2 separate regions of the Sus scrofa genome follow, and region 2 is linked to region 1. The links are chromatin contacts, called in public Hi-C maps. All regions are on one chromosome and are shown on one strand. The core of a region is the stretch at or near the end of the contact, and the rest is flanking DNA. Distances in the headings are between cores, read along the strand shown.

Region 1 (6,574 bases), core at 2,991-5,490:
GGCCCCTGAGCGCCACGGGCTCGGGGCGCAGAGACCCTCCCCCTCCCGGGCCCTCCCGCCGCCGCGGCCTCCCACGTAGCGTTTTGAACCCTCTTGGCGCTAAGGCAAGAACGAGCGTGGGGAGCGGGCAGGGCGAGCAGAGGCTCTAAATCTTCCTTCAATCTGTGAGTAGATGAAGTCTGAGAAACAAATTCAAAGCAGGCGCGCCTGCAGAGCCTTCCTGCAGAAATATTCCCCGGCATTCAAGCGCATCCAGGGGCGGCTCGAGCTGCCTTGTTTGGCTAAGGTCAGACGAGACTCGAGTTCTCCAATAAAAATAAATCTCAAATTAATTATGGCCTCGAGCGAGGGGCCAGACACTTGAAGCTGCAGTTGTGCAGTCTGGAGTTTTGGCGCTCGCCTGCCCATCCCTCCCCCGCGCCCCCTCCCCCACCCCCTTGCCAGCTCGAATACCCGCGGCGGCCGCTGGACGCGAGGGGCGGGAGGAGGGAGGACTAAGGGAGAAGGATCCGCCCGAGAAGCTTTGCCAAGCCTGGCATCTTTCGGGGTTTCAAGTGACTGGCCGTCCTGGGGTCTGGAGGCACCCCAGGGACCAGGCTCCCTTTGTCGCGTCCTCCCACCCCCAACCCAGGGCTGGGACCAAAGAAGCCCGGGAAGCTGCGTCTGGAAAGTCTTGACCGGGTCAAAAGGGCTGACATTGAGCCAGCCAAGACACGTTTCACCCCGCCGCTCCCCTCCCAGGGGAAGCAGGACTTCCGCATCTTTGAAAATATTGTCAAGTGCCGATGGTTCAAGGCAAGTCATCCCACCGCAGTTGCAATGAAAATGCTCCAAGTCCAAAGGTTTCCAGAATATTTGCTCCCGTGGGCCTGCTTTTAACAAGTGACCTGAGACTTAGAAAGGTGTGGTGGGCTGTTTGGTTGGTCTCCCCCCTCACCCCCCCAAGTTGATAGCTTTTGTTTTAAATGCTAGCCCAGCTCCCTTGGCTGTAAGCTTCCTTCCCCAACACTCTTGATAATAGCCGGGGCTAGTGGAGTGGGGAGGATGGTAGCCGGTGGCACCAGCTCCTGGGCACCAGCCCTGCCTAGTCTGGGAAAGAGAGAAGCAGGACATTCTCTGGTGAGCCAGGAAAGAGGGTGTGAGCTAGTGTGTGGGCTGGGGTAACCAGCCCTTAGCTGGGCCAAGTGACCAGCGAGGAGGGGGAGGAGAAAGGGGAAGGGGGAGAGGGGTGAGAGGAGAGAAGGGGAGGGAGAGGGGAGAGAGGAGGAAGGCTTCCCCCCTTCCCAACTCCAAGACAGTTTTCATCTGTAGCCGTCTCACCACAGGCTCTCTATCAATTTGTCTCAATGCAAACATTCGAAATATTCTCTTTGGCGGCTCGTGAAAACAATGTGAGCTGCCAGGATCAAACCATCTTTCCAGATGTCTGGTGGTAACCACATTAAACAGGGCAGACTTGTTTACTGTTGTGTTTGGTTAGGACTTTTTCCCCCTTCGGGATTTAAAAAAGCAGCAGCAGCCGTGGAGTAGGGCATCAAAACCAGAGTTACATAAGTGGGCAGACCTGCCCACTGCCATGTCAACACGAGTTGCAGGGGATCTCAGGTTCCTTCAGGGGGCTGTTCAGAATTGGGGGGGGGGCTTTTCTTTCTGGGTGGAGGTCTCTGTGAATGGACAGGGGCTTCTCATGGAAGGGCTGGTAAATACCAAAAGCTAAGGCACCAATGCCAGTCAGAGTCACTAAGGGGTGACAGCTATGCCAATGACAGCCTCTCCCCACCCCACCCCCAACTTCCAAATTACACAATTGCTTTGGTTTTAAGGCAGAAACAGAAAGTGCTCATGAGTCCCACAGTTCAAACAGGAGGACAAGTCCTCATTTTAATTTAGTTCCACATGGAGTTCTCCCAAGAAGAGAGGCAGGGATGCTAGGGACGTTGGGGTGATCAGAGCAGTGAAGGCAGGTAGTTGCCAGGCAGAAGAGGAGTTGGAAAGAGAAGACTGGCCAATGTTTTGCCACAGAGGTGCCTTCACAAGCCCTAGAAGGGGGAGCCACTGCCTGGCCTGGGGTGGCCATTAATGACCTCAGTGTTTGCCCAGCACCGAGAAGGGGGCCTCCTGTGGTAGATTGGCGGTCTTTCTGCCTGAAAGAGGGAGAATGAGGCTGAGGGTGCCGGGTTTCTGGTCAGGTCCTGGTGGGAAGCAGTCTCCCTGCTCCCTCCTGAAAGCCTTGTTGTCATTTGAAGGTCGACAGAGTCTGGGCTGAAAAGGAAACAATTTGGGGTTTGAAAGGATGTAATTCATTCTTCCTTTCCCTTTAACCTCTTTCCTCTCTGGAAAGCATGTGGAAACGCTGAAGGGAAGAGTGAGAGGGCGAGGGAGGCAGGCTGAGGGGAGGAAAGGGTTAAGCCTGATTTCTTTTAATTGAACTCCAGAACTGGTGGCCCCAGGCAAAGGGGGGGACTGACCCCGCTAGCGGTAACCAGATGTGGCGGTCCCAGGGGAGCCCCCGAGCAGACCCCTGGATTGAGAAGCAGACAGGAGGTGGGGGGGCCGGCTCGGCCCCCATCCCACCCCATCCCCCCACCCCACTCCCCCGTACACACACCGAGTCTCAATTGCTGGCAGGCTGCACCCGCCACTCCAGGTCTGGTCACGTTCAGCCCCGTGTCTGTATTCGAACCCAAAATTGGAGCTGAATTGATGAGACTAATTTCGAGAGGGGGGCGGGAGGAGGGAGGGAGGGAGGCCAGCGAGCTCTCTGGGGCTCAATTGCTGCTGAAGAAATAAAGAATTAATGTCACTTTTTTTTTTTTTTTTGGCCGACACCCTTTTGAATTTTTTTTTTTCAATTGACTCGGATCTTCTCTGGATTTTTTTCCCCCTTCTTCCCCGAGTGGACTCTTAAATAAAAGTGAAAAAGTCCAAAGCGTGGTCTGGAAAGAGCGTGAACAAGGTAACCTGTTTCGGAGGTTGGGGACAAGGGAGTCAGCCCGAGAGCGCCTGGCGGTCCTCCCTCTGCGCCGGGACTCCTGAGGCTGCCCCACACGGAGCGGGCGGCGGCACTGCAGGAGGACCGGGGAGGTCTCTGGGTGGCGGGGACTGAAAAGGCGGGCGGTGGGGACCTTGGCCTCCGTGGCGCGGTGGGGATGATGGTCTGGAGCGCAGGCCCGGGGGTCTCACCTGGGAGAGGTCTGGGTCGGTGCGGGGATGTTGCAAGCTGTGTTCTGGAGACCTGCCGGACAGCCTGGAGGGATCGTCTCGCTGTACCGTAGGTTTCTTGGGGCCAAAGGTGGCACTGCATAGGCAGCACTGGCCCGGGCGCCCGGGCGCAAGGGTTTGGGCCCTTGGGTCGGGGTATGCGCGAGGGGTTTGACCCTAGATGGCGCGGATAAGTGGCCTGGGGTGCCGCGGATCCCGGAGCCGGGAGCTCTCCAGTAGCTGAGGGACCGAGGCGCACCGCCCCGAGGGCGTCCCTTCGCTAACCGCGCTGGGAGCCGAGTCCCCGCCCCCGACGGCCGAGGTCCGTCCGAAACCGCAGGAGCCCGCGTAGTTGCGTGAGCCGCTCCAGGAGTTTGCGCGACTCCGCAGTCGAGGGCCCGAGTGGAAGAATGTCCATTGGATGCACTTTTTAATGGTTGGTCTGCTTCGGTTTGCGTCCAGGTCTTCCAGGGCAGTAAGCTCCAGGTTATCCCCAGCCCGAGTAAACTCTTCTGCACTCCCCCCCCCCCCCAAAATTTGTCTCCGGCTGGAAAAAGCATTAATGAACGTATCTGTGGGAAGAAACGGAAAGTGAATGAGTCAGGAGGGCCACCTTCAGCCAACAGCCCCGGGGAAAGGAAGGAGGCCAAAGGCGTTTGGTGTTGGACTTTGGGCGAAGGTGATGGGGGGAGGCTTGCAGACCTCGGGAATCAGGGCGCGGGCGCCGGGCGTGGACCCCGGCATTGTTCCTAGTTCGCTCTTATCTCCCGGGAGCAAGTATCCTGTGTGCGCAGCGCATGAATGTATCTGGGCATCTCCGCGTATATTTATATAGTGTGTGTGATGCGAAAAGCAGGAGCAGCCGAGGGGAGGAAGAAGGGGTGTGGGGGGGGAGGGAAGACGAGGGAGACCAGAGGGGAGAGAAGAGAAGAGAGAGGAGAGCGCGAGACAGAGAGAGAGAGAGAGAGAGAGGGAGAGAGAGAGAGAGAGATAGGACTTCCTCCCCATTCGCAAAGTGAAGTCACTTCCCAAAATTAGCTGAAAAAAAGTTTCATCCGGTTAACTGTCTCTTTTTCGCTCCGCTACAACAACAAACGTGCACAGGGGAGCGAGGGCAGGGCGCTCGCGGGGGGCACGCAGGGAGGGCCCAGGGCGCCAGAGAGGCCGCGCCGGGCTAATCCGAAGGGGCTGCGAGGTCAGGCTGTAACCGGGTCAATGTGTGGAATATTGGGGGGCTCGGCTGCAGACTTGGCCAAATGGACGGGACTATTAAGGTAAGCGACGGGGCAGTGGGCGCGGAGCGGCGGGGCTGGCTTGGGAGGCGAGGCGGCGGGCAGGCTGGGCGCGGAGCTCCGGGGTCCCGGAAGACGTGGCCACTCTCCCTTCCTTCCGCGCCCCGGCTTTTCCTCCCGCGCTCGAGTGGCGGGTCTCGCAGGCGGGGGCGACCCGCCGGGGTCCCCGACAAGGCGGTCTCTCCGACACCCCTGGTCCCAAAGTGGAAGCCGGCCCCCTCCCACCGCGCTGCCGGCGGGGCTGCGGGCGGGGGCGGCGGCGTGAAACTCCGGGAGCCCGGCGCGGATCGCAGCCAAGGGCCAGAGACCTCCGGGGCCACCACTCCCACCCTGCGAGCCAGGCACCCGGGCCCCTGCGCTGGGCACCCGCCTTGGCGGCCGGCTTTCTCTCCCCGGAGGCCGAAGGCGGCGGGGGCGGGAAGGCAGTCGCCAACAGCCTAAGTCCCTGCAGGGTGGGCCCAGGGGCGGGCAAGTGGATTGGTTGCAGACGGATCTGGGTGCAAGTGAGTGTGTCTAGGGGTCTGTGCGAGCGAGTTCCTCCAGATGGAAGCCCTGTTTACATGTCAGTGCGGGCCAGTTTCCCTTCCTCTTGGCGCTTCTGGTGCCGGGTTCTCGGCGCTCGGGAGCTGCCGGCTCCCCAGGACTAATGGGCCGGGCCTCGCCACTCCTCCGCCGGGGTATCACTTTCCCGGCCGGTCCGCGCCACTCTTCGCGTCCGGCTCCTGCACTCCGCGCCGGGGCTGCACCAGTCCCGGGGCAGGTCTCCTGCCGACCTCTCGAAGACGCTTCTGCGCCTGCAGAGCCGCTCCTCCGAAAGAGAGCGGCTCTGAGCCGGCAGCCTCGACTACTGCCCGGCGGACTCCTAGCCCCCACCCCTACCCTCACCCCACGCCTCAAGCCTGCGTCCAGGTTGCCAAGTGCAGCCCAGAGGGTCTGGTTTTCACCGCAGGCTTCTCAGGGCTTCTGCCTGAGGGTTGGCTGCCTGCTGCCTCTGGAAGAGGGAAGTGGGGCCAAGAGCACAGAGGAGGGACACCCCCTAATGTGACTGGCCTTAGAGGACCGAGAGGAATGAATGGGACCAGGAGTTGGCTGCGAGGCTGTCCCAGGACACCAAGCCTGAGTCGGTCTGGAAAAACTATTAGGCTGGTGAGGTGGGGACTGGCAGAGCCCGCCATTCCCAGAACCCAGAGGAATCAAGTCTTTGCTCAGGGCTGAGTAAGAGGAGGCTAAGATGTTGGGCTTGGAGAATTCAAAAGATTTTTATCATTTGGGTGGGGTAGTGGTTTTTATTTTCTAAGGTTTTTTTTTTTTTTTTCTCTGAAAGTTTGAAATATGCTGACTTAAGTAAAAGGCACCAACAGCAGGAACTTGAAAATCTGGAGATGAGATAACTGATTGTAATGGGTTAAAGGGAGCCTATGTGAGTCTGAGTTCCTCAAGTTTAAAGTGTGTGGGTGAGGAGTGGGTGAGAGGGGATTCCTCTGGGAAGGTGGTCACTGGTCATTGTATGCCTATTGCTCTTCTTGTTGGTATGTGCGTACAGTGTCGCTGTCTCTCTGGTGTCAATAAGATGCTCCATTCTGGAAGGCTCCTGCTCGTTACATGGGGTTGCCTGCCACTTACCCAGAAGGCCCCCCTCTGATCCGGAAGGGTGGTAACACGGCTCCAGGGTCTTGATGTGGACACCCTTAGGAGAAGTGAAGCAACATCTCCCCGATGTTCAGATCTCTTAGCACAGGCCCTGAGGGTAGGGAGGAAGCTGTGGTCTGTGTACCCAGGATGTGCTAACCTCTTCAGATACATGCTCAGGGATTGGCATGGCAGGCCATGAGAACAGGCATAGACCAGGACCCTGGAGCTTCGTGCCAGGGGCGGGAGTGATGATCTTCTTTCTCCTGTGGGTGCCGAGCACCTGAGTCCATCCAGACTGCGGGGGGGGGGGGGGGCGCCCCCCTGAAAACCTTTGTCTCTGATCCAGGTTGCCTGGCTATGAGACCCACCAACAGAGCCGTGGCTTTTCAAACTGTCTTCTTCACTCCCTAACATTCTGAAGGATGGAGTCTTTAGTGTATACTTTGATA
Region 2 (6,574 bases), core at 1,727-4,226, 94 kb after region 1:
GATGCTTCCAAAATTCTCTCTCCGGCGTCTGGCCTGGAAGGGCACGCCGTTTCTCTGAAGGCACACAACCAAACGCCCACGCCTGGGTGAGGCAGCCGCTCCACTCCCGTGTCCCTTCCATGACTTGAGACTAAAAATAGGAGTGTCTGACAGCCCGTTCCCTAGTCCAAGCCCTGGCACCCAAGTCCATCCCCTCAGTCCCAGGGAACAGGAAAAGAATTGTTTGGAAAGACTTTTTAGCCTCAAACATCCATGTCAAGCTTACTGCATCCTTTGTGAAAGCAGATCCCAGCCTTCTTGATAGCTGTTCAGAGTTTCCCTGGGAGAGCCTCAAGGAAGATGGCAAAAATGCCCATGTTTTCTGAAATAAAGCGCTTGGCTATGCTTGAAACAAAGGAACAAGTCTAGTTTTAGGAAAGAAGGGAGGGTTTTTTGTTTGTTTGCTTTTTATTTTGTTTTACATGCAGCAACAACAAATTAGAAAATGCCCAGACTAGTGCCCGCTACTGAAGTGCTTCTGTGTAACATTTAATTCTACAAGATTGTCTACCAGCCCTCCGTGATGACATAAAATTCAGTGCGTTATGTTTACTCATAGTCTCTCCCAGATGCGTCAAGAGAGACAAAAGTTCCTCTTCAGATGGAGCACGGCTACCCCATCCCCCGTCCCAGCTCCCAACATCCCCGCCACCAACGGTGACTATGCAAGCACCTTGGCCACCTGTAAACCCAAAGGCACCAGAGCAAAAAGAAACGGAGGGGCTTTCCCCCCAGGGTGGGGCAGTGCAGGCTGCAGGCCAAATCTGGCCAACGCTGGCCCTTGGGCAAAACAAAAGAAAACAAAAACAAAGAGGAATGTGCCACAGAGGCTGTCTTTAGCCTGCAAAAGACGAAAATATTTACTATCTGGTCTTTGCAAAAAGTTTGCCAACCCCGCTTGTAGTTCAACCCCTTCATTTTTCTGATGACGAAATCAAGGTCCAGACATGTAAAGTCCTTCCCCCACGGTCACCCGTGGAGTCGCTCGCAGGACCGGGGTGCAGTTCCCAGCCCTGTGTTCTGGCCATGACATAGTGTGGACCTGAGAACTCCAGAGACTTCATCAAGGCTGCCAGGAGGGCTCATGTGTCTCCCACCCCCCTGCAAGCATCCTGTCCCACTTTCCACGAATCCCAACCCCAGGAAACTGATACAGTCCAGCGTGATCGGCCCCCCCAACATGGGTGAAATTAATGTTTTCTTTTTTCTCTCAAAGAGACATCCTGCCCTCCATCCTTCTCCCTGTCTCCTCTCTTCTCATCCCATCACCAAATCTTGATCCCAGGAAAGTGTCTTGGTTATAACCCGACGTTTTGCTTCCTTTTCAGGTTCACTGTTGGCCTATAACACAACCTCCCACACGGACCCATCCCCACGGCTGAATGTCAAAGAAGGTGAGTCTGTTCTCGAGGGACTCAGAATTGTCCCCGGTACCAGTCTGGCACAGTCCATGATGTTAAGACAGGAGCGGGAAACCTCAGGTGTATGCCCCAACTCTCTTGTCCACTCAGCTTTTCTAGACGCCTAAGCTGATAGCCCCTTGCACCGCTTGCTAGTTGCAAAAAAACACAACAAGGCTGTAAAATATCTTGTAATAACATTATAAAGACAGGCCTTGAGGTTGTAGTCCATGAGAGAAAGCACATTGCTTTTTTTTTTTTTTTTTTTTGTCTTTTTGGGTCTGCATCCGCTGCACATGGAGGTTCCCAGGCTAGGGGCGGAATTGGAGCTGCAGCCACTGGCCTATGCCACAGCCACAGCAAGGCCAGATCTGAGCCACATCTGCAACCTACACCACAGCTCACGGCAACGCGGGATCCTTAACCCACTGACTGAGGCCAGGGATCGAACCTGCGTCCTCGTGGATCCGAGTCAGATTCATTTCCGCTATGCCACGACAAGAACTCCAAGCATGTTGCTCTTGGAAGGAAGCAGATGCTACTTGCTTTTAAAGCTGAAAGGTGGGGGCTTTCTCTAATGAGAGAAATAAAATGAAGATTTCAAAGATTTTTGCAATGCCACATCTTCTGGGGTTTTTGGATAAGAAGTTTAAGGCATACCAATTCATCTTTCAAAATGGTGATTTGGGGATTTGGTTTGGTTGAGAGAAAGAAAATGGTCTCAGCAAATAGTTTTCACTAGTGAGGACGTTAGCAAACATGACAAATAGCCTTTCGCAGCATCCTTATTTATGAATCAACATTGTGGAGATTTCCTGCTCTGGACGTTTAGGTTCTAGGCATTTAAACAAGTGAGTAATTCATGGTACCTGGCTCAAGGGAGAGAAAACATGAGCGAAAAAAATCTGCCCAAGGCAAAAGAAAAATTTTCTAGAGGAGGGGCATTTTGAGTGGGGGTTTGAAGGATGAATAGGAGTATGACTGTCGCTCTTGGCTCTCCTTTGATCCTTTTTCTTTAATGCACATGTGACATTTAGAATGAGTGAAGGCAGAAGGTTTTGGTATGGTTGAATGGAGTTATTAGCCCAGCATAATATTTTAGAGGAACGTAAAGTTCTTCTAGGGGAACCATTTGGTTCAAAATCGTTGTGGATTATGGAGGAAACAGAGACCCATTGAGCCTAGGTGTCCTGACCAAGTTCACACCTTTGGTATATAAGACTTCCTGTTTCCTGTTAACAGTTTATAACCAGATGACGGCCAGACAATTCCGTGGAGGTAATATTCAACGTAAAGAATCTGCTTCTAAACTTTCCTGGTTTTTTGTGACTTCCTTCACCCCTACCCCACGCAGGGGCAGTCCTATTTGTGCTACTGTTTTCGTTTCGAACTCAGAGTTATTGGCTTTGGCCATTTTAAAAAAAAAAAAAAAAAAAAAAAAAACGATCCTTGTATTGACTCATTCTACAGTCCAAACCTTTTTTTATTTGGTGACCTACTTACCATGATGATGCAAACATCCGTAAGAGAGAAAATGTGTTAAGAGTGACAAACACATTAAACTGGAGGTTGGAGCACCTTTGGTTTACTTGGGGGAAATCACTTCTTACCCCGAACCTCAGTTTCCTGTCAAATAAAGAGGCCGAACTAAGCCAGTCAGACTTGCCCCTGACCTTCAGCTCTTGGCTTCTAAGGAAGAGCTTCAGGGAGCCTCTGCGCTGATCTGGTTTACTTACTAAACTCCGTTTCATCTGCAGATAGGGTTCCACATCTTGGGAGGAGGGAGACGGGGAAGAAGGAAAGGAAAGGAGGGAGGAGGGGAGGGAGGAAGGCCAGCGGGAGATCCCAAAGAGCTCCTGCCGGTCTGCCGGCTGAGGCCCGCTGACAGCGCCGGGATTAACCAGTGAGACGCTGGAGCAGAGCCAAGGAGAGACTATCTGATACTGGACTTACAATACAGATCTTCATTGAGAAGCAAGTTTGTCTGGCTTGTACGGCGCTGCTTAAAGACTCATTTCTCCTCCAGGGGTCCTAGCTTTCAGCCTCTCCTCTACCTGCCCGCTGCTCTTCCTTCCCCGGGTCCTTTTGTGCGTTTGTAATGCCGCCGCCCCCGCCCCCATCCCGGGCTCTTTGGGGCTTTTGCGGGAGCCGCTTGCACACGTGGGTGGCCGCCCCTCTTCAGAAAGGAATGAACGGCAGGATCCAGGCAAGCCTGCTGCCAGGCCCTCCATCAGGTGGTGCCTGGCATTTATCTCCCAGCATCGGCCCTGGCCTCTAGAGACGGTTAAGTCTGCGCCTTGCAGGTGCATCTTTTGTCCACAATAAAGCTTTCCACTTGAGCTGTCTTGCTGCTCTGTCGCCTCCCCCCTCGTGAGGTGGTCTGAATCTGTCTAAAGGCCCATCATCCACAAAACAAAGTACATTAGCAAGACAAAGCTAGCCTGGCTCTCTCTCCCTCCCTTTCACCCTCCTCCCTACCTCTCTTCTGCTTTTCTCTAATAGCTGTCTTTAGTTCTTAAAATATTAAATGGAAGAATAAAGAGGAGACATCCTGCAACCTTAGCTCTATCTTGTTTGAATAAGGCACACACACAGCCCCAAACAAACCCAGAGTTCATCAAGAGCACCAGAGCTGTGTGTGTGTCTGTGTGTGTGTCTGTGTGTCACAAAGGACAGGTGCTGACATGGGCACAAAGGAAAGAAGTTGAGAATGTGAATGCTTCTATGAAGGCTTCTTCAATGCATTTATCGAATGCGAAAGTCTTTTTATTTTAAAGTGACATAACCACCCTTCCAGCTTCTCTCTTGAAAACGATTGCACTCCCTGTCTGAGGGTTATTGGCACCCAGGAAGTAAGACTAGATTTTAAAAAATAAATGTGTAAGTCTTTAAGCATTTTTTTTTAACGGCCGCACCCACTGCATACAGAAGTTCCCAGGCTAGGGGGTTGAACCGGAGCCGCAACTGCCAGCCTACACCACAGCCTCCACAGGGCCAGATCCAAGCCTTGTCTGTGATCTACACCACTGTTCATGGCAACGCCAGATCCTTAATCCACCACGCAAGGCCAGGGATCAAACCTGCATCCTCATGGATACTCGTCAGGTTTGTTACCACTGAGCCAGGACAGAAACTCCACTTTAAGCATTTTTGAAGTAAATATTCTACGGTCACATATGGGACCCAGCCACCTCTACCTGTTACCAAGGCTAATGCACTTAAGAAAAATAATTTAGGCTGGAAGCAGTTGTTACCCATGTGTAATAGCAGCCACCACTGTCATCTGTGTAGGATTCTGCAATATCTCAGTCACCTTCACAAGCTTTGCCTCTGCTTTTTAGCCTGGTAACATCCTTCAGATAGGGGTGAGGGCGTAGGTTGAATTAGCTCCATTTTACAGACAGAGAAAGTAAGGTTCAGGACTGTTCAGTGGCTCACTAAGGGGCACATGGCTATTCAACAGCAGAGCAAGGATTCAAATGCAGGTTATAGGATTCAAAATCCCGTGCTTGAAATAGTCCCCCTGACAAACACAGCTTTTCCCTTCTAGCTGGCTTTTCATGAAAACAATACCTCACTGAAATGGCAGAGATTTGAATTTTCTCCATGATTTTTTTCTGTCTGTAATTTCCCGCTATTATCTCCACGCACATCACTTCACTCTCCTCCCTTCCCAAAGATGAATTCATACGTAACCCCTGCTTGGCACCACACCCTAGTCTGCACAGAGAATGAACTGGACAGTTTTTTTAAAATACTGATGGTCCATGGAGTTCCCGCTGTGGCACAGTGGGTTAAAGACCCTACTGTAGGGGTTCGGGTTGCTGCTACAGTGCAGGTCCATTCCCCGAGCTGGTGCAGTGGGTTAAAGGATCTGTTGTTGCTGCAGCTGTGGCTCAGATTCAATCGCATCCTGGCCCAGGAACTTCCATATGCTGCAGCATGGCCATAAAAATTTTTAAAAATACTGCTGCCCTAGGACAAACATTGTATGACTCCATTCATAAGAAATATCTTAAGTGGGCATATTCCTGAAGATCAGAAAAGTGGAATGATGGTTGCCAGGGGCTGGATGGAGGGAGGAATGGGGAGTTATTGTTCAGTGGGCACAGAGTTTCAGTTTGGGAAGATGAAAGAGTTCTGATGGTGATAACCGTACTACATGAATGTACTTAATGACCCTGAAATATACATCGAAAGATTGTCAAAATGGTCAAGTCTATGAATGTGTGTTTTACCCCCAATAAAAATTGCAAAAGCACATAAAAAGATGCTCAGCATCACTAGTTAGTAGAGAAATGCAAATCAAAACTACAGTGAGGTAGCACCTCACACCAGTCAGAAAGGCCATCATCAAAAAACCTTCAAATAATAACTGTTGGAGAGGATGTGGAGAAAAGGGAACCCTCCTACATTGCTGGTGGGAATGTAAATTGATGCAGCCACTATGGGGAACATTTTGGAGGTTCCTTAAAAAAAAAAAAACTAAAAACAAAGTTTCCATATTATCCAGCAATCCCACTCCTGGGCATATATCCAGAAAAAATGAAAACTCTAATTCAAAAAGACACAGGTACCTCAATGTTCATAACAGCATTATTTACAGTACCAAGGCATGAAAGCAACCTCAGTGTGCATCAAGAGATAAATGGATAAAAAAAATATGTATGCAATGGAATACTACTCAGCCATAAAAAAGAATGAAATGATGACATTTGCACCAGCATGGATGAACCTAGAGATTATCACACTAAGTGAAGTAAATCAGACAGAGAAAGACAAATATTATATAATTTCACTTATATGTGGAATCAAAAAGATACAAATGAATTTATTTACAAAGCAGAAATAGATTCACAGACATAGAAAGCAAACTGATGGTTACCAGAGGGGAAAGAAAGAGGGAGAAATTAGGAGTATAGGATTAGCAGATATGCATCACTATATATAAAATAGATAAGCAACAAGGATTTACTGTATAACAGGGAACAACATTCAATATCTTATAAAAACCTATAATGGAAAATATGAAAGTACATACAACATACACACACACATATACGTAATATATATATTTATAACTGAAACATACTGCAAAAGTGAAAATTAAAAATGTTTCAAAATATTGATGTTTA

The links. A called contact is a pair of places that touch in the nucleus more often than the background predicts.
Region 2: a Hi-C map of blood shows a contact between it and region 1, with 6 times the contacts expected there. The contact joins the enhancer-like site here to the promoter of LOC100516820 in region 1. A contact is called at or near these places in 1 of 5 promoter capture datasets (fetal skeletal muscle), 7 of 47 Hi-C or Micro-C datasets (alveolar macrophages, blood, embryonic fibroblasts and 2 more) and 1 of 2 datasets of contacts at active chromatin or transcription factors (alveolar macrophages).

Annotation. Positions count from the first base shown.
Region 1 is chr9:55,617,347-55,623,920 of Sscrofa11.1, forward strand. It overlaps LOC100516820, which reads right to left and starts at 4,241. Exons shown (of 3, transcript XM_003130072.5): 1 at 3,904-4,241; 2 at 3,184-3,773; 3 at 1,851-2,262. The coding sequence starts at 4,209. The coding sequence ends at 2,040. The region is part of intron 2 of FLI1 (Friend leukemia integration 1 transcription factor); the gene reads left to right.
Region 2 is chr9:55,712,870-55,719,443 of Sscrofa11.1, forward strand. It overlaps FLI1 (Friend leukemia integration 1 transcription factor), which reads left to right. Exons shown (of 10, transcript XM_021063122.1): 6 at 1,368-1,433. Among named protein-coding and RNA genes, the nearest start is that of KCNJ1, 97 kb to the right of the region's middle. Within about 2 kb of position 2,977, at least 6 of the 83 cell types and tissues checked have an H3K27ac peak or open chromatin away from gene starts, as enhancers often do.